Linked DNA regions of Mus musculus: all the other regions are linked to region 2. Evidence: chromatin contacts called from public HiChIP or PLAC-seq and promoter capture Hi-C data. All regions are on one chromosome and are shown on one strand. Each heading gives the region's core, a stretch centred on a gene start, on an enhancer-like site or on the middle of the called end of the contact. The rest is flanking DNA. Distances are from core to core; before and after follow the strand shown. Region 1 holds the start of Oasl1 (2'-5' oligoadenylate synthetase-like 1). Region 2 holds the start of Trpv4 (transient receptor potential cation channel, subfamily V, member 4). Region 3 holds the start of Acads (acyl-Coenzyme A dehydrogenase, short chain). Region 4 holds the start of Hnf1a (HNF1 homeobox A).

What was found. Promoter capture Hi-C pulls out the DNA fragments that hold promoters and counts their contacts. HiChIP or PLAC-seq counts read pairs in DNA pulled down with a chosen protein or histone mark. Capture Hi-C pulls out chosen DNA fragments and counts their contacts.
Region 1: a contact with region 2 is called in a promoter capture Hi-C map of adipose tissue. The contact joins the promoter of Oasl1 here to the promoter of Trpv4 in region 2. A contact is called at or near these places in 7 of 39 promoter capture datasets (the HPC-7 cell line, cranial neural crest, embryonic stem cells and 2 more), 1 of 484 Hi-C or Micro-C datasets (B cells), 4 of 115 datasets of contacts at active chromatin or transcription factors (bone marrow-derived dendritic cells, embryonic stem cells, large pre-B cells and 1 more) and 2 of 9 other capture datasets (adipose tissue and pancreatic islet).
Region 3: a contact with region 2 is called in a promoter capture Hi-C map of embryonic stem cells, with 2.4 times the contacts expected there. The contact joins the promoter of Acads here to the promoter of Trpv4 in region 2. A contact is called at or near these places in 5 of 39 promoter capture datasets (the 3T3-L1 cell line, embryonic stem cells, liver and 2 more), 1 of 115 datasets of contacts at active chromatin or transcription factors (pancreatic cancer cells) and 1 of 9 other capture datasets (liver).
Region 4: a FOXA1 HiChIP or PLAC-seq map of pancreatic cancer cells shows a contact between it and region 2. The contact joins the promoter of Hnf1a here to the promoter of Trpv4 in region 2. A contact is called at or near these places in 2 of 39 promoter capture datasets (embryonic stem cells and pre-B cells), 2 of 484 Hi-C or Micro-C datasets (the Ba/F3 cell line and embryonic fibroblasts) and 1 of 115 datasets of contacts at active chromatin or transcription factors (pancreatic cancer cells).

Annotation. Positions count from the first base shown.
Region 1 is chr5:114,921,866-114,926,376 of GRCm38.p6, reverse strand. It overlaps Oasl1 (2'-5' oligoadenylate synthetase-like 1), which reads right to left and starts at 3,137. Exons shown (of 6, transcript NM_001359945.1): 1 at 2,768-3,137. The coding sequence starts at 2,965. It overlaps Gm13822 (predicted gene 13822), which reads left to right and starts at 4,116. Exons shown (of 2, transcript NR_166682.1): 1 at 4,116-4,326.
Region 2 is chr5:114,655,770-114,659,766 of GRCm38.p6, reverse strand. Trpv4 (transient receptor potential cation channel, subfamily V, member 4) reads left to right here and starts at 1,346. Exons shown (of 16, transcript NM_022017.3): 1 at 1,346-1,425.
Region 3 is chr5:115,117,077-115,121,259 of GRCm38.p6, reverse strand. Acads (acyl-Coenzyme A dehydrogenase, short chain) reads left to right here and starts at 1,914. Exons shown (of 10, transcript NM_007383.3): 1 at 1,914-2,035; 2 at 3,532-3,695. The coding sequence starts at 1,990.
Region 4 is chr5:114,968,475-114,973,003 of GRCm38.p6, reverse strand. Hnf1a (HNF1 homeobox A) reads left to right here and starts at 1,942. Exons shown (of 10, transcript NM_009327.3): 1 at 1,942-2,485. The coding sequence starts at 2,160. Hnf1aos1 (a long non-coding RNA gene) reads right to left here and starts at 4,261. Exons shown (of 6, transcript XR_878697.3): 1 at 2,967-4,261.

The DNA.
Region 1 (4,511 bases), core at 1,888-4,387, 260 kb before region 2:
ACAGGCTGAGCAGTCCCTGTATCTGGCACTACCAAAGGCCATTTAATGCACATCTCCTTTTTAATCGCCATGGATACTGGTCCTGTGACCTGGCTCCCCAGGGTACAACACTGAATACAGAGGCAGTGGAGCACAATCCACTTGCAAGGTCTCCCAGCCAGCTAGGGAGTTAAATGGCAGCTCAGCAGACACCACCAATGGGTCTTTCTCTCCACCCTATGATGGTGTCCACACACTATGCTCTGCTCCCAGAGAGCAGGTGTCTGCCTTCTTGATTCTCCATTTTAATTCTGATTCCACTAGTATTCAGACTTGGTGTTCCTATCCTGAGAGAAAGGACCGGAGATTGATTGTGGATGTGGGCAAAGGGCAATCCCTCTGCAGGTCAGGTTATGTCTACACTGTCCTCTCCCTTCCCCAGTGAAGAAAGCACAGCTTAGGATAGACTTCATGATTTGCTTTGGTTGTCATCTTGGATTTAGTCATGTAGATAACAGCCCTCTGGAGCTTCAAGGGTGGAGGGATGAAGTATAGGATACATAGAGTGTAGAGTGTAGGATACATCCAGTGAGGATACATACAGTGTAGGATACATCCAGTATAGGATACATCCAGTGTAGGATACATCCAGTGTAGGATACATTCAATGAGAGTATAGCCAGTGTAACATATATCCAGTGTAGGATACATCCTGTGTAGGACACATCCAGTGTAGGATACATCCACTGCAGGATACATCCAGTATAGGATACATCCAGTGCAAGATACACTCTTACTGTTCTTGCTTTGTAGGCATGACTATCATTTAGTGGGTTAAGGGGAGGAGAAATGAGGCTTAGCAGTTAGCATCTGCAGCTGCCAAAACTTAATTTGGTGAGTCTTTCTTCTATCTAGATACTTGTTCTACATATTTTTTTCCTTAGGTATATCAGGGAGGGAGTGATCTAGAGTACAGCCTTGCCCCCAGAGACTCCCAGCAGCCAGGAAAAAGCCCCAGGCAAGTATCATAATGAAACCCTTGTTTCTAAGACTTTACCCTGAGCTAACCTTTAGGCTGCATGGCCTCAGTGTTGGGAAATGGAACACGATGTTTGGGATGCTGCCATCATAGAGGAGCAGACCAAGGACTTGAGACATGAGACAGGATGATCAGAGTCACACAGCTGGTGAGAGGAAGAGCCCAGACTCAAATCCTCTCTGTGTGGTGACAAAACTATGGCTGTCACTTCTAAATCATGTGACCTGAAGCTCAAGACTTCAAAATTCAACCCAGTAGCGCAAGTTTAAAATCTCAGGCTGGGAATCCAGTCCTAATTCTAGTCTAGATGCTGCAACCACTTGGGCTATGGCATTAAGATGTGTCAACCTCTTCAGGTGTCAATCTCCTTAACATTTAAATGAACAATTGGCTGAGGTTAGTTCTTCTCCAAAGCTGTGTGTGTGCGCATGTGTGCATCCTGCACTAGTGCACACTTGTGTGTGGAGATCAGAGGGCAACCTTGGGTATTGTTCTTTAGGCTGCTCATTTGGTTTTTTTGACACAGGGTATTCTACTGTGCCCTAGGGCTTGCAGATTTGGCTAGACTGATAGGCCAAGGAGACTGGTTGGTAGGCCTAGTGGTTCTCTTGTCTCTGCCTCTGCAGGGCTGGGATAATAAGTTTGAGCAGCTACACTCAGCCCTTGCCCCACCCCCTTCCAGGGTCTGTTGAACCTGTGATCCTTAGCTCAGCTAGGGGGTAGGGGTGGCAGTTGGAAGAAGGATTTAAGGAGGAAAAAAAAATATTAGTGAGAAACTTGGGTCACCGTTTGAGTAGCCGGGTTCAAATCCCAGCTCTGACGTCAGCAGTTACATCTCTGAACAAGCCCAATGGCTACTCTCAGCCTCCATTTTAAGAGTCTTTCAGTTATCAAAATATTAAAACGTGGAAAAAATTAGGAAGAAGATACCATCCAGGCAGCCAGCACATCTAAACTTGCCACATCGGTGACTGTCTTTCTTTTGTACATGCTAGGCTTTCACTCTAGCCTTGAGCCACATCCACAGATCCCGCATTTGTGTCATCTCAATCACTTTAAAGTGAGTAGCGGACAGCAAGGAGCTTTGCCCCAATACAGCATAGCATGTGTCCCCCTAAAGAGAGTTCCCCACCCCAGTAGGTGCGATTTAACTTGACAAACGGCAGTTTTCTTACCAAAATGCAGGTCATATTAAACATTTACCACTCATCCCCAAACTCACACTCTCTCTGTGTCTCTGTCTGTCTGTGGTGTGTGTGTGTGTGTGTGTGTGTGTATGTGTGTGTGTGTGTGTGTGTTGTTCTGTGATATGTAACCTAGGCTGTGAACCAACCATCCTCTTGCTTCTCTACCTCCCACATGCTGGGGTTGCAAGAATGGGCCCCCAAGTCAGGCTCTCAAAAATTGTTATTTACAAATTACATGTCAGGATCCAACTAGAGGCCTTGCATTGCATGTGGTCACTGTAGCTCTGACATTGTGGAGCCTTTGTTAGGCTCATCTGTAAAATGGGACAAGAATGGTATCTATCTCTCAGAGTATAAGTTTTAATGATAGAATATGCAGGCTTTCCCTACCATTTTCTCCAGAGGTGGTCTTTTATTATCTTCTTTAGTAGTTCATTCTGCTCAAGGCTCGCGGGGCTGTCTCGAGATGTCAGAAGCGTGAACTAGGGATCACGAGGCGAGGGGACTCCCTGGCACTGGGGTTTGCCCTGTCCTGGCTGGGAATGGTGAAGTCCAGTCTTACCTTGAGTACCTTGAGCACGCGCACATCCCGAGCCGGGCCACGATCTTCACGGAAATTCTCCTGCCTCAGGAACTGCTCCACTGTCTGCACGGTCTCCAGGACCTCTTCTTTCCACTCTCTGGTTGGCTGCAGCCACTGAGCCACAAAGGAGTCCAGCTTGGAGGCCGGGAAGCCGTACAGCTCCTGGGCGACTGCCATGGCTACAAACTGACCGTCAGCTACCTCAGGCAGGCGCAGGGCTATATAGCCAAGCACCCATCCAGCTGCCGGTACTCACCTCCTCCTTTTTTAAGGCGGCTCCTTTCCAGCTGACCTCTGGCACCCAATGGCGGAAAGGGGGGTGAAGAGAGAAGCTTGGGAGCATGGCTCTATGGGGGGGTCCCCTCCTTGGAGATTTATTGTCATGGTAGGTGTGCCGAGGGACCAGAGGCTGGGGTTGGCCGGTCTGGACCGCCTTAACAGGGTTGGCATGGGGCCAACTTTTGTGCTGTTAAGTTTCGATTCTCAACATTTGTAGTTTCTCTTTTGTGACGTTTGTAAACTGAAATTGGCTTGAGTCTGACCTTCCAGAGACACCTTGTCTGGATGACTTAGGCCAACTGCCCCGACCCGTCATAGGGAAACTGAGGTTTGGAAAGAGAAAGAGCCTAGTCATGGCTGTGGTAAGGAATGAGGAATCTGGAATCAGAAGGACACTTTGAGGTTGTCAGATGCTTTTTCTTTATTTTATTTCAAAGAATTATTATTATATTTATATAAAAGTTAGTATATTTCATTTAAAAGATTTAAATTTTTATTTATATTTTATTTACTTTATATTTACATATATTTATATGAGAAAATTATATTTATGTATTTTGGGTTTTTTTTTAGGAGGGGGACGCATGTCATGGCACAAATGTGGGGGTCAGAGTAAAACCTGCAGGGGCCTGTTGTCTGCTTCCACCGCACGTGGATTTTAGGACCCATACTTGGGTCATTAGGCGTGGCAATATGGTGTGAAACGAGGAAAAGAGAAACTCATATGGTAGGACATGAAATATGGCGAGAAACACTGAAAAACGTGCAAAAAGAGAAACACACGGTAGGACCTGGAATATGGCGAGAAACAGTGAAAAACGTGAAATATGAGAAATACACACTGTAGGACCTGGATTGTGGCCAGCCTGGTCTACAGAGTGAGTTCCAGGACAGCCAGGACTACACAGAGAAACTCTTATCTCATAGAAACAGGAAACAAAACATCTTGAATGTGTTTGCATTTAAGCACGCAAACACCACACACACAGTCTCAATAAAACGTTTTCAAAGCCAAAACAACCCAAATGAAGGTGCCTCTAACAGAGATCGTTACAGACATGAGACCTAGCAGGGGCTGTGTAGAGAAGTGGGTGGAGCCGGGCTCTGAGGTAGTTAAAGATTCAGAGCTGGGGTTGCTGAAAGAGTTCAGCAAAGCAGAACGAGGAAGAGCAGGAGGGTGAAGGAAAGGAGAACGTTCTGGAAGCCAAGTGATAATGCTGTTTGACAAAGAGGAAGTGGCTCACTAAGTCACATGTCAGGTGAGCCCGTTCAGCCTCCTTCCCAGGGTGAATCAGAAGCGTGGCGTGCAGAGAACTTAGAACCTAGCATGATCGCTCTGCCACCTTCTGTACTAAAGATAGACGGCAGCAATGCTACAGGCAGGGAGATGGGTCTGACACCGTGTGGCGGTCCATGCAGGATGCAGCAGTGAGCGGGCTGTGGT
Region 2 (3,997 bases), core at 97-2,596:
ATCTGCCTGCCCCTACTTTCTTAGCACTGAGATCGTGAATGTGTGGAACCACATTGGGGATTTTTTAAAATCTGGATTCTGGTGGCTGAACTCAAGGCCTCGAGTTTACCCGGCAGGCACTTTACCAAACTGAGCCATCTCCCAGGCCAGGGCCCTCAACCCAAGCTTGTAAAAGCATCTGCTAAGCCCAGGTGTTGGCCCTGTTGACTAGATTCAGGGTCCTCTTGAAGAACCCCAAGCATCCACGTAGGGGCATTACCTAATCTGTGGCAGGGCAGAATTTTTATCCGGGTGTCCTTGTAGCTGTCAATCACCAGCCTCCTAGGCCGAGCCACAGTCTCTTTTGCATGGGAGCCTCAGTTTCCCAGTCTGTGAGATGGGACTGGGTGAGCAAGGCAACTAAGTGCTGAGGGTTCTTTCCTCCCCACCCTGAAGAACAAGTCAGCCTCTTTGATGGATGCCTCAGCCTCCGTTCAGCCCCAACTTCAGGTGTGAAAGGCCTGAGCTTCAGGCTTCCTGTCGGGGAGGTAAGGGGGCATCGCGCACACCCCCTCACGGCTGCCAGACAGCTGCCAGCTCACTCTGCTGGAGACCACGGCCACCCAAATAGCGATGTTCTTTCCCCACCCCAAGGCAGTGGCTTGCGGAGGCCCACCCTCCTATCCAGGCCTGTTTCCCAACTGTAAGTGGGCCCAGCTCACCTCAGGCTCAGTTAAAAGAGGTTTACTTGCCAATGCCACCCCGCTCCAAACACACAGCTTAATTAGTGAGTTAGCTATTAAGATTTAAGTTGGTCGCCATGTTGGTTTTTATTTAGGCCCCTTCAATCCTTCTTTCTACACCCCACCCCCAACCCCACCCCCCGGCCTGCTGTTTGCCCAGGCTGGTCATCCCTAGTACTGTGCTGCGGGCAGGCTGAACAAGGACCGCAAGGAAGTCGCTAGGCTCACCAAGGCAGTCCCCCACCCAGCCTAGGAAAAGGAACGGTGATGTTAGGGGCTCTGTAAAGACCTGGTGCCCCTAGCATCTTCCGGATGATGGCTATAGGTGGAGGTTCAGAATGGAGACTCTGAGGTTCAGACTTAAGGAGAGCCGTGGCTTGGTGGGTAGTGTGTGGGTGGGTGGCGGGGAGTCCTCTCCAGTGCCCGGTGTGCCTCGCGGGCTTTTTTCTACCAGCCTTTGATGGGTGTGAGCTGCCGGGCAAGCGGGTTCCCGGGCTGGGCAGGCGACGGCCTGGGCGCAGGAACCAGGGATGAATGGAAGAGCGAGGCACCGAGCCAGGTGGCGGCGCGCAGGCCGGGGAGGACCCTGGGGTGGGCGGGCGCGGGTGGGCGGGACCCCGCGGGGCGGCGCGGCCGAAGCGCAGCAGGAGGAGGACGCGGCCGGAGGGATCAGGAAGCGGCGGCGCTGCGCCCGCGTCCTGAGGTGAGTGGGGCTGCTCCGGGGAAGGGATCCGCGAGTTCCTCGCGACCCCTCCCAATGACGGGGTTCGAGGTTCGCCGTCCCCGCCGCGCGCGGGATAGCGGGAGGCGACGCCACCACGAAAGTCACCTGTGGATTGGGCGCCGACCTGGGATTGGGGGAGTGTGGTGCAGATCTAGGTCACCTAGACCCGAGTCCCGAAACCAAAGGCCAGGGGCGGCCACCTACCCCGGACCAGCTCCACTTAGGTAGGGCGCGTGGCAGGGATGGGCGCGTGGGAGGGAACTGCGCGCCCGCAGCTTCCAGGGCTGCTTTTTGGAGTTTCAGAGAGATGGCCCCGCCGGGGAGAGGATGCAAAACTTTAACCTTAGTTTTACCCTGGAGACTCGAAGTGGCCTCCTAGGACAGGAAGAGATTTCCAAACTCCCCATTTGACTGAAAAATCCAACTTCAGACTCCCTTGGGACTGTCTTCCATTCCAGAAGGGCCCAGCCCAGCCGTGCCCCGTCCCCTGTGTAGATGAAGAAACCCAGGCTTGGGGGTAAGGATGGAGCCTAGTGAGCTGAAACCTGGGCGCTGGCTGGCTGCTTTGAAAACCCTCCCCACTGGCCTGTCCACAGCCCGGGTTAGGAAGTACCGAGGGATGAAGTCCTCAGCCCGGACTGGGGAGGGGGTGGCACGAACCTTGTACTTCTGAGCGCACATCGCATGTGATCTTTGTTCAGCGAGGTAAGAAATCCTGGCAGAGCTGAGCCCGAATGCCTTGGCTGTTGGCCATGTGGGGACAGCTCAGGCCTGGTGCTGCCCAAGGTGAGGTGTCTGTCAGTCATCACTATGTTAGGAGCACAGTCTGGGTGGACTCTGGGCATGCTCTGCCCTCCTCTGCGGTGTGACCTTGGTCTAGTCCCCTAGCTGCCTGAACCGCAGTACTTCTTTAATATTGTTATGGGAACACATTCTGGGGCTGTTGAGGGAGCCCTGGAGGGGTTTGCCGCAGCAGTTTGAGCTGGCCATTCCATTTCCACACTGTCTTGACAGAGAATAGGAAAGGGCCATTTTATTTTATTTATTTATGCATTTATTTATGTATGTATTTATTTATTGGTTTTTTTCGAGACAGGGTTTCTCTGTGCAGTCCTGGCTGTCCTGGAACTCACTTTGTAGACCAGTGTGGCCTCAAACTCAGAAATCTACCCGCCTCTGCCTCCCAAGTGCTGGGATTAAAGGCATGCACCACCACTGCCTGGCGAAAAGGCCGTTTTAATGCCTTCCTCCTGTCTGCTGTAGAGAAGACCAAGGGAGACCTCCCCCCTCCTTCTTGATTTTTTCGGACATCTCTGGGAGCAGGGGCTCCCCACAATTGGCAAACATCCTTCTTGGCTTTGCTCAGACTCTCTTTGAAGCCAGAAGGGATGGTGGCATCAGAGGACATTTGTGTGAGATCCACTGGAGTCTGAGGTGTGCCTGGGTGGAGGATTCCTCTGAGCCCCGAGAAGGTGCCTGGACTTTCGAGGAAATCCAGATGCCGTATGTCCAAGAAGGAAGGCCTCCTCCTCTTCTGGCCCTCACCTGCTTCCCTGTCCCCAGTAGGGGCTTCTTGGAAGCTCGGTACCACAGGATGCTGGCCCCTTAGATTGAGATTGGCCTAGTTATCGTGTGAGGGGTGTGACCCGAGCTCATATGCCCCATTCTCGTCCCTTCCACAGCTGCAGCTCCTGGTGGGCAGCACTGTCTCATGCCTGAGGGAGGAAGACAGATCCAGAAGGCATCAGGGTGCCTTTGATCAAGGTGGTGACTGGGCTGCACCTTGAAGAATAAAAACAGGACTGGGGGAGAGGGCATTAGGAGGGACCTGCACTAGCTGAGACACGTCTCGCCAGTTCTGCGCTGGGGGATGTAGGGTGTGGGGAGCAGAGACACTTCCGTTTGTCCAGAGTTGTGTGAGCCAGGCCAAGGCCAACTTAGAAGCTCTGAAAGTTGGGGGGTGGGTGGGAAGGGGGAGATGCCACCATTGTTTGTGTGGTATAGCAAGATCCTTTTAGCTGTAGAGCGGACACAATCGCAGGGAATGACTCAGGGAGCTCAGGGGTCCCCAGGCTGGGGGGGACCCGGTAGTGTCCAGAAATCCAGGGCCTCACTGAGCTACACCCCAATCCTTGAGCAAATGCTTTCAAGAGGGTCTTAGTGTGTTTGTATACCTAGAGAAGGGGGCTGGTGAGCCTCGCTCTGCCTCAGTTTCTTCCTGTTTGACTGCAGGGGGTTGGGGGGAGAACCAGTCCATTCTTTCTCCAACCAGGACCTGGGAGATGGGTTCCTATCTATAACAGGATCTGGGGATCTGAGAGAACATTTGTTTCATGCCACAGGGCCTCTAGAATGTTCCACATCGCTGACTGCGAGCACCTGTTAAAGATTAATTCTGATCTCTGGAGATTCTTGTAGTCCTGGGCTCCGTGGCTGGAGCAGTGAACTCTTGAGTACAGACTCAGTCTGCCTTAGTCAAGCCTGGGCTGCATCACCACCAGTTAGTAGGTGTGAGAATGGACTGAGTAGTTGTTATAAGCGAATCCGCTCA
Region 3 (4,183 bases), core at 665-3,164, 460 kb before region 2:
CTGGCCACCATGTCGAAGGCTGCAGATGGCCCCAGGCAGCTTCTGGAGATAGAACTGACGTCATCGGCCTTGGCAGCAAGTGCCTTTGCTCACTGAGCCATTTTCCAGGCCCCTTAAAAAACCAAAACCAAAACCAAACCAAACCAAAACAAACCTTCAAAGACATGGGTTTGAGTGGTGGCACCTGCCTGTAATTCCCACACTCAACTCTGTGAGTTCAAGGCTTGTCTCTAGTCTTTAATGGCAAGTTCCAGGCTAGCCAGGCCCTGTGGACCACCTGGCCTGGTCATCTATTGTTTTGGGTTTTTTTTGTTTTTGTTTTTTTGAGAGATGATTTCTCTGTGTAGCCCTGGCTATTTTGGAACTTACTTTGTAGACCAGGCTGGCCTGGAACTCACAGAGACCCAGTCGCCTCTGCCTCCAGGTCTAGGATTAAAGTCATGTCACCATTAGAGCCTGGCAGCTGTCTCGTTTTTGGAGACAGTTTTTTCTTACTGAAGCAGGAACTCACCAGCCCCTTTAGACTGGATGTCAGTGAGCTCCCAGAATCCTTGTCTTTGCAGTCCCCATCGGATGGAATCCTGCACCCAGGTCAAATGGATGCTGGGGTTCCAACTCAGGTCATGCTCACATGTGAAGTCTACCCTCTGCACCACCTCTCAGGCTCCAGTGTCTCTCTTTCGTCTTCCATCCGGTTCTGTCTGGTGACCAGGTAGGGAAGACGGATGGATGACCAGAGGATTGGGCAAAGAGTCAGCACGTTATTTGAAAGCCCCCCCCCCCCTTTAAAGGCAGTTCCAGACTTTGGGGGTGGGGGAAGAAATGGACAGATGGGATCATTTGCAGTCTAAACTACCACCCTCTCTTCAGTGTATTGTTTTCTAGGTAGTGGTGGGCTGTGAAGTTCAGTGAGCAGATATGTAGGGTGCATGTAAACCAGGGAGCTAATGACACTGACAGTCTCTGGGACCGAGCGAAGTTGTTCTGAGGGTGCTAGGACTCAACCCTCAACCCTTGGAGTTAATGGGCAGTACCCCTACTCCCAGCAGGGCTCTGCCCCCCCCCCCCCCACGAGGTGCAGAAGACAGTAGCTCTGTTTCACATTCACATCTGAGGGCTGGAGGGAATCTTCCTGCCCAGCATCCCCATGCAATGGGCTAGATACTGAGCCTTCCAGGCTTTTTGTTTTTTGTTTTGTTTTGTTTTAAAGATTTATTTTATTATTTTATGTACATACACTGTAGCTGTCTTCATACACTCCAGAAGAGGGAGTCAGATCTCATTACGGATGGTTGTGAGCCACCATGTGGTTGCTGGGATTTGAACTCTGGACCTTCGGAAGAGCAGTCGGGTGCTCTTACCCACTGAGCCATCTCACCAGCCCCCTTCCAGCCCTTTTGGAATCCACAGACTAGTGTGAGAGATGAATAGTAAATAAATAAGTAAAATAAAAGGCTGGATGTAAAACTGTGGGCTAGGAATGGTAGCATGAAATCCAGGCAAGAGGGCAAAAGCTGCCTGCCTTGTGTGGCCGAGCAAAGATGGTCAGGGAGCCAGGGATTACGCTGACAGCTGACAGGATGCAGAAGTGGGTGGGCAGGAGTAGGTGCTAGCTCTTCTCTTCTCTCCCTAAAACTGAACCCAGCGCCTTATGTCTGCTAGGCAGGGAGGACCTCCTCACGCCCTCTTTAAACTTTCATTTTGAAGATACTGCAAAGTTGCCCAAGCTGGGCTTGAATTTACTCCGTAATACAGGGAGAACCTGCAATTCTGCCTCAGGCTCAGAAGTCGCTGGAATTAAGTTGACTTCCTGGGTGAGGCCCGGACCCTAGGTCGTGAGCCTGTCTCAGGCCTGCCCCTGCGGCCCGGTGGGCGTGGCCCGGGCTCGGCGCCGGCCCCGCCCCTGCAGCCGTGTGGGCGTGGCCCAGGCCCTGCCCCTGCCGTCCGGAACTCCAGAGCTGCTGCAGGAGGTCCTGGAGGTCTGTGCCCATGGCTGCCGCCTTGCTCGCCCGGGCCCGTGGCCCTCTCCGTAGAGGTGAGTGCGGAGCCCCAGGGCGGGTCACAGGGCGGAGATCCTGGCGGCCGGTCCTGCTGTGGCCCCGGGCAGACGAGTGGGCAGCACCCAGTGGCTGCGCGTGGCCTTTGTCCTAGTTTGGTAGCCTCTGGCCGGTGCAAGGCCCAGACTCTGAGGGATCCGGGCTCCTGCTCGGCGCTTTTCCCGCGGGTCCCTCATCGCCAGCTCCCCTTATGCGGCCCTATCCACACCCCTTACGCCATTTCAGTCCTAGCTGAGGTTCTGGGTGAGTTGGTCCTTCATGGCGGGGGGTGGGGGGAGGGGCTTGGCATTTAACTCCGACCTATGACCTTGGACATAACTCTCAACCTCTCTGCATCAAGTGGTCCAAGTGTCAACTGTTTCCATCCTCAGAGCTCTATTAAATCACAGGATGCATCGTGGTTGGCATCTAACGTGTTTTCTTAACGTTAGCATTTACTTTTTTGTTTGTTTGTTTTTGTTTTGTTTTTCGAGACAGGGTTTCTCTGTATAGCCTTGGCTGTCCTGGAACTCACTTTGTAGACCAGCCAGAAATCCGCCTGCCTCTGCCTCCTGAGTGCTGGGATTAAAGGCGTGAGCCACCACGCCCGGCATACTTATTTTTAATAGTGTTTCCTCTCCTGTGCAGCAGCCCTGACACTATGGCCACCGCTTCCTTTGGCTAATCCAGAGTCACATTAACAATTAGATCAGTGTTAAATAAGCCATTAAGTACTTCTTTAATCTTTCCACTGCCGGGAGCTGAGTTCTGTTCTTGTCCACATTTTATAGAACTCCCAGACCCCAGACCCAGTGAAACTTAAAATCCATTTCCGAGGTGTTGTAAATGGGATTATATGGAGGAAGTGTTTAGCGAGCAGTTAAGCATTCAGTTAGCCTGGGCTTTTCTGTAACACTCTGTTGACATTGTATCAATACATTTTTTTTTTTTTCTATTGAGACAGGGGTGGGGGGGTGGGGGGTGGGGGGGTGGAGTGGTGCTCTTTTTTTTTCTTAAAAGTTTATTTTTATTTTTATTTGTATGAGTGCTTTGCCTGCATGTGTGCCTGCATAAGTGTGCCGTGTCCCACAGAGGCCAGAAGAGTGTGTTGGATCCTCTGGACCTTTCATTACAGACAATTAGCCACTCTGTAGCCTGGTTCCTCTGAAAGAGCAACAAGTGCTCTTAACTGCTGAACCATTCCTCCAGACCCTGGGATGAATGAAATCTTGACTTATTGCATAGGCTAGCCTGAACTCCAGGCTACCTCAGCGTTTGTTCTTCTTACAGAAGATCTGAGTTCAGATCCCAGCGCCCATGTTGGGCAGCTCCTAATCCCCTGTAAGGTCCAGGGGATCTGACGCCCTCCTCTGGCCTCTGTGGGTACCTGCATGCATGTGTACATACATAAACACAGACTCACAGACACATAAAGAGAAAGGAGTCTTAAGATCTTTCACACTGTCCTTCCCTAACTCGGATCATCCTCTGATAGCTCTCGGTGTTCGGGACTGGCGACGGTTACACACTGTTTACCAGTCTGTGGAGCTGCCTGAGACACACCAGATGTTGCGTCAGACATGCCGTGACTTTGCCGAGAAGGAGTTGGTCCCCATTGCGGCCCAGCTGGACAGGGAGCATCTCTTCCCCACAGCTCAGGTGAGTGCAGCAGCCTCACTGTGAGTGTGTGGCTCAGAGTGGCTCACAGTGTCCAGAGGCGGCAGCCAGGGGCGCCACGACCTCTGGTAGGAAGCTCAGAACATACTCTGAATGTTCAGCATCTGGCCCCTAGCCAAGATGTGCCAACTTTTTAAGAAGATGCATTTATTAACTAAGTGCATCTATGTGTGCCTGTTTGTCTGGATTTTATGTGCATGCCTGGCCTGTCACCATATGTCCTGAAACTGGAGTTACAAGCAGTTATGGGTGCTGGGAATTGAACCCTGGTCCCCTGCAAAAGCAGCAAGTGCTCTTAACCTCCGCGCCGTTTCTGCAGCCCCTCTTTGGTTTTCCTGAGACAGGCTCTGAGTGTGCAACCCTGACCGGCCTCAGACACACTGAACTCGCCCTGCCCTTGCCTCTTGTGTGTGTGTGTTTTTTTTCTAAAGATTTATTTATTTGTTATATATAAGTACATTGTAGCTGTC
Region 4 (4,529 bases), core at 693-3,192, 310 kb before region 2:
CCTAGAACTCACTTTGTAGACCAGGCTGGCCTCCAACTCAGAAATCTGCCTGCCTCTGCATCCGGAGTGCTGGGATTAAAGGCGTGTGCCACCACGCCTGGCCAGTGTTTTTAATGAGCAATTAATTTATAATATGTAGCTCAGGCTGGCCCAGAACTCCTTGTCCATGTGATATATTTCTTTTGGTATTTTGTTTATTTGTTTTTGTTTTTGTTTCTCTTTTGTTTTGCTTTTCAAGACAGGGTATAGCCCTGGCTGTCCTGGAACTCACTCTGTAGACCAGGCTGGCCTCAAACTCAGAAATCTGCCTGCCTCTGCCTCCCAAGTGCTGGGATTAAAGGTGTGCGCCATCACCGCCTGGTGACGTATTTCTTACATGAATGAGGATCGAAAGCACATATTCACATAAAAAAGTGCATGTGGATGTTTCTAGAAGCCTTGCTCACTGCAGCTAAAACGTGGGCGGAACATAGGTAATTAGCTGTCTATGGATGCACCGGAAAGTGCCTGGTCTCCTTGCAAAAGTTCCCCACCCACCATTCACTATCGAGGGGATAAAATGAGATCTGCGCTCTGGATGGAGTGAACTTCCGGCCTCCATGACTGCCAGAGGCGGGGCTAGAGACCTGCATAGGAATGGGCTGCTCAGGAGAACAGTTTCTTTAGGATGATGAAAGTGTTTTAAATTGATCGATTGGTGCGCTGCATGCTGGGATATGCTTATGGCTGCTAACAGCTGCTGCATTTCAAAAGGCAAGAGGGCTGGGCAGGTGACAAGTCAGACTGCCTGGGTTCCACAGAGTGGAAGAGAGAGATAGCTGATTCCTGCAGTTGTTCCCCGACCTCCACACCCAAGCTGTCACACATACACACACTCTCGGGAACACACACACACACACAAAAAGATTTAAAAAATATATAAATGCTTTCATTAGGTAATACTGACAAAAGTAATACTTGAGAAAAATTAAAATGGTGTATTTGGGGCTGGGGTTCTGGCTCTTGGTAGAGCCCTTGCCTTGAGTATACAAGGCCCTGGGTTTGACCCCAGCAAGACTAAAAACTGGCTGTGGTACGGGTCTGTAATTCCAGCACTTGGGAGCTAGAGGTAGGAAAATCAGGAGTTCAAGGTCAGCCTGAACTACATCGTAAGACTGTCTCAAACAAACAAACAAACAAACAAACAAAAAACCCCAATACATATGTGTGCGTGCACAGACACAGAGAGATACACACACATACACACACACATAGATTAGATATACACACACATAAAATTAGATACACAGACACATACAAGACACAGAGACATACACAAACATAGATTAGTTATACACACACATATAGATTAGATACACAGATACACACAGACACACACACACACACAGACACACACACACAGGACACACACACACACACACGTTCTGGTTCGGATCACACAATGATAGGATGCAATACATTATAACCCAGTATCCTCAACACAGAAGTCTGAAGTGCTAAGACAACAGGGGTTTTTCCCCCCCTGGGAAGTCTGATGTTGGGCTAGGACTGAGGGTGCAGTGACCCACTCCAGGAAATGTGACCTGATTCTGCCCTGGAGAACCGGCCCAGTGGCCCAGAGCTTCCTGCTGTCCCAGCGGCCCAAAGAAACAGGCTTTTAAAGTTCTCCTGTGCCAGGCTGAAAGCATCCTGGAGAGTGGGACCCAGCGCCGCACCCAGAGGCCTCCTGGCTCCTGCTGCCTCTAGCCCTGCGCCCCTGGCCCCTCTCCACCTCCCCCACCCTCCCTTCTGCTCACTCCCAATTGCAGGCCATGACTCCCGGTCCCGGTCCCTCTCACCCGCCATGAGGCCTGCACTTGCAAGGCTGAAGTCCAAAGTTCAGTCCCTTCGCTAAGCGCACGGATAAATATGAACCTTGGAGAATTTCCCCAGCTCCAATGTAAACAGAGCAGGCAGGGGCCCTGATTCACTGGCCGCTGGGGCCAGGGTTGGGGGCTGGGGGTGCCCACAGAGCTTGACTAGTGGGATTTGGGGGGGCAGTGGGTGCAGCGAGCCCGGTCCGTTGACTGCCAGCCTGCCGGCAGGTAGACACCGGCCGTGGGTGGGGGAGGCGGCTAGCTCAGTGGCCTTGGGCCGCGTGGCCTGGTGGCAGCGGAGCCATGGTTTCTAAGCTGAGCCAGCTGCAGACGGAGCTCCTGGCTGCCCTGCTCGAGTCTGGCCTGAGCAAAGAGGCCCTGATCCAGGCCTTGGGGGAGCCAGGGCCCTACCTGATGGTTGGAGAGGGTCCCCTGGACAAGGGGGAGTCCTGCGGTGGGAGTCGAGGGGACCTGACCGAGTTGCCTAATGGCCTTGGAGAAACGCGTGGCTCTGAAGATGACACGGATGACGATGGGGAAGACTTCGCGCCACCCATTCTGAAAGAGCTGGAGAACCTCAGCCCAGAGGAGGCAGCCCACCAGAAAGCCGTGGTGGAGTCACTTCTTCAGTAAGGACCCCAACCTGTCCCCAGCACCCAGGAAGGAACTCATAGCGCCCCATTCTATGCTCCTGGCAAGCTTCACTTCCCGTCTAGGGGGCCTTAGGAGCTGTGGTCTTCAGGCTGGTGGTTAAGGGCTTCTTGCCGAACCTACCCCTCTGTTTGGCCCTACATACCCCGTATCCGTGGGCCACCTGTTTGCAGTCCGGCCTTTAGGAAACAGGGACAGGCCTGAGGTCACTTTGAAACAGAGGACAAAGGAAAGCCAGCCCCAAGAAAATGGTTGGAGAACTAGTGGGTGGTAGAAATCCTTCCCCAGTGTGGTCGTTTGTGCTCCCACAAATTCCACCTTCTTGGCTGGGGGGGGGGTCAGATCCAGGTTTGGGGCCCCAAAAGCCCCTGAGGAGGCCGGGCTGATGTTGGGCTTTTAGGGGATTTCCTGATCCGCCAGGGCCTTAAGCATCTGGCAGGGTACGCTTGGGTTTCTTACCTGGGGCAGATGGAGCTGAAGGTGGCAGTTTCCCTGCATGGCCAGGTGCTGCTTGCCCCTGACCCCAGCCTGGTCAGATAGCAGGGTTAGAGGCCTCCCCATACCAGACCCCCCTCTTCTGTTGTCTGGCTCCCCATCTCCTGGAGTGCTGAGTGGGTCCCGATTTCAATGCCTCCCCCGTCTCTCTCCTCAGCAAAGCCGTTCTGGTTACTAATTACCCACGCACGCCATTATTTCTTTTGTTTTATAAATTTATAAATAGCAAAAGGCTCTGATAAGGCCTGTGATCATTAACTTGTCGGGACGGTGGCGGGGAGATGCCCATTTGGGGGTGGAGAACGAACAGGAACACCAAAGTGAGGGAAAGGTAGCTTGGGGGCTGTGGGGAGTACTACCACCCCCAATTCCCCAAGCCTCCACAGTTTCCCTGAGATTATCGCCCGGCACGCTATTTTCTGTAGGGATTTCTGCTGTGCCTAAATCCCCATAATATAGAGATAACCGCCCCCCCAGAAGGAAGTGGTTAATAAACACGCTTTACAGTAGGGAAACTGAGGCTTAGACAGGGAAGGCGCCGTGGAGGGGCCTGAGGGCTGGCTGAGGAGTTTGGGGACAGTCTCACAAGAATACTCCAGAGGCAGCCTTTTTTCTGTCCAAGGTCCTGATTCTGACTTGGGGTGGGGGAGGGCTGGTGGATCCCGGCATTTCTGGAAGTGTCCAGAAGCCTCCCTGGGCCTTGGGCAAGGGGCAGAGGAGCAGTCAGGCCCCCTGACTTGGCAGAAAGTGGAGGGCAAAGGGCTGCCTCACCGCAGGGGAGGGGCAAAGGGCCGAGTATTGCCAGAACCAGGGCACAAGAAACCTGGATAGGGTGGAGCTGGGCCTGACCTGTCTTGGGGCCCCAGGTGGGGCTAGGGGCTTAATATGAGGCTGAGGGGCCAGGGATGCCAAGGGTCTTCTTACCTGGCTAGGTGGGACCTCTTGATCAGCAGCCCTCACGGTGGGGGCAGTGGGGGCTGGAGGGGAGCCTGGTCCAAAGCAGCTGGAACAGAGGTCAAAGTGCTCCCTGCAGGGGAACAGGCAGAATCCTGGAGGCAGAGGGGACAGGGGCGGTGAGGAGGATGAGATGGGAGAAGAGGGCTGGGGGAGTTGGGAGGGCAGAGGAGCCAGGAAAAGAGAGGGTCTCTCAGCAGCTGGGAGAAAGGGGCAGGGGAGAGAGGCTGAGCGGGGAGGAGGCTAGAGTGCTGTCCCTCCCAGGTTGCTTTTCTTTAATGCTAACAGCGAGCTATTTGCTTTCCATTTAAATTCGAGATGTTGCTATAAATTATCAACCAGCTCCTTGTTCCTGCGGAGTTTATAACTAACTACCCGGGTTACTTATTGTTCAGGTAACAAAGGGGACCTGAAAATGTCCCCAGGGACAAAAAGTGGGGCCTCTAGTTTCAGGACCAGGGGTGGGGGTGGGGGGGACCCTCTGGGGAGAGGGCTGGAGGACCCCCATGAGGGCCTGGCTAGTGGGGAAGTTGAGGCTGGAAGAGGCGGTGGGAAGGACTAACTCCCCACGGG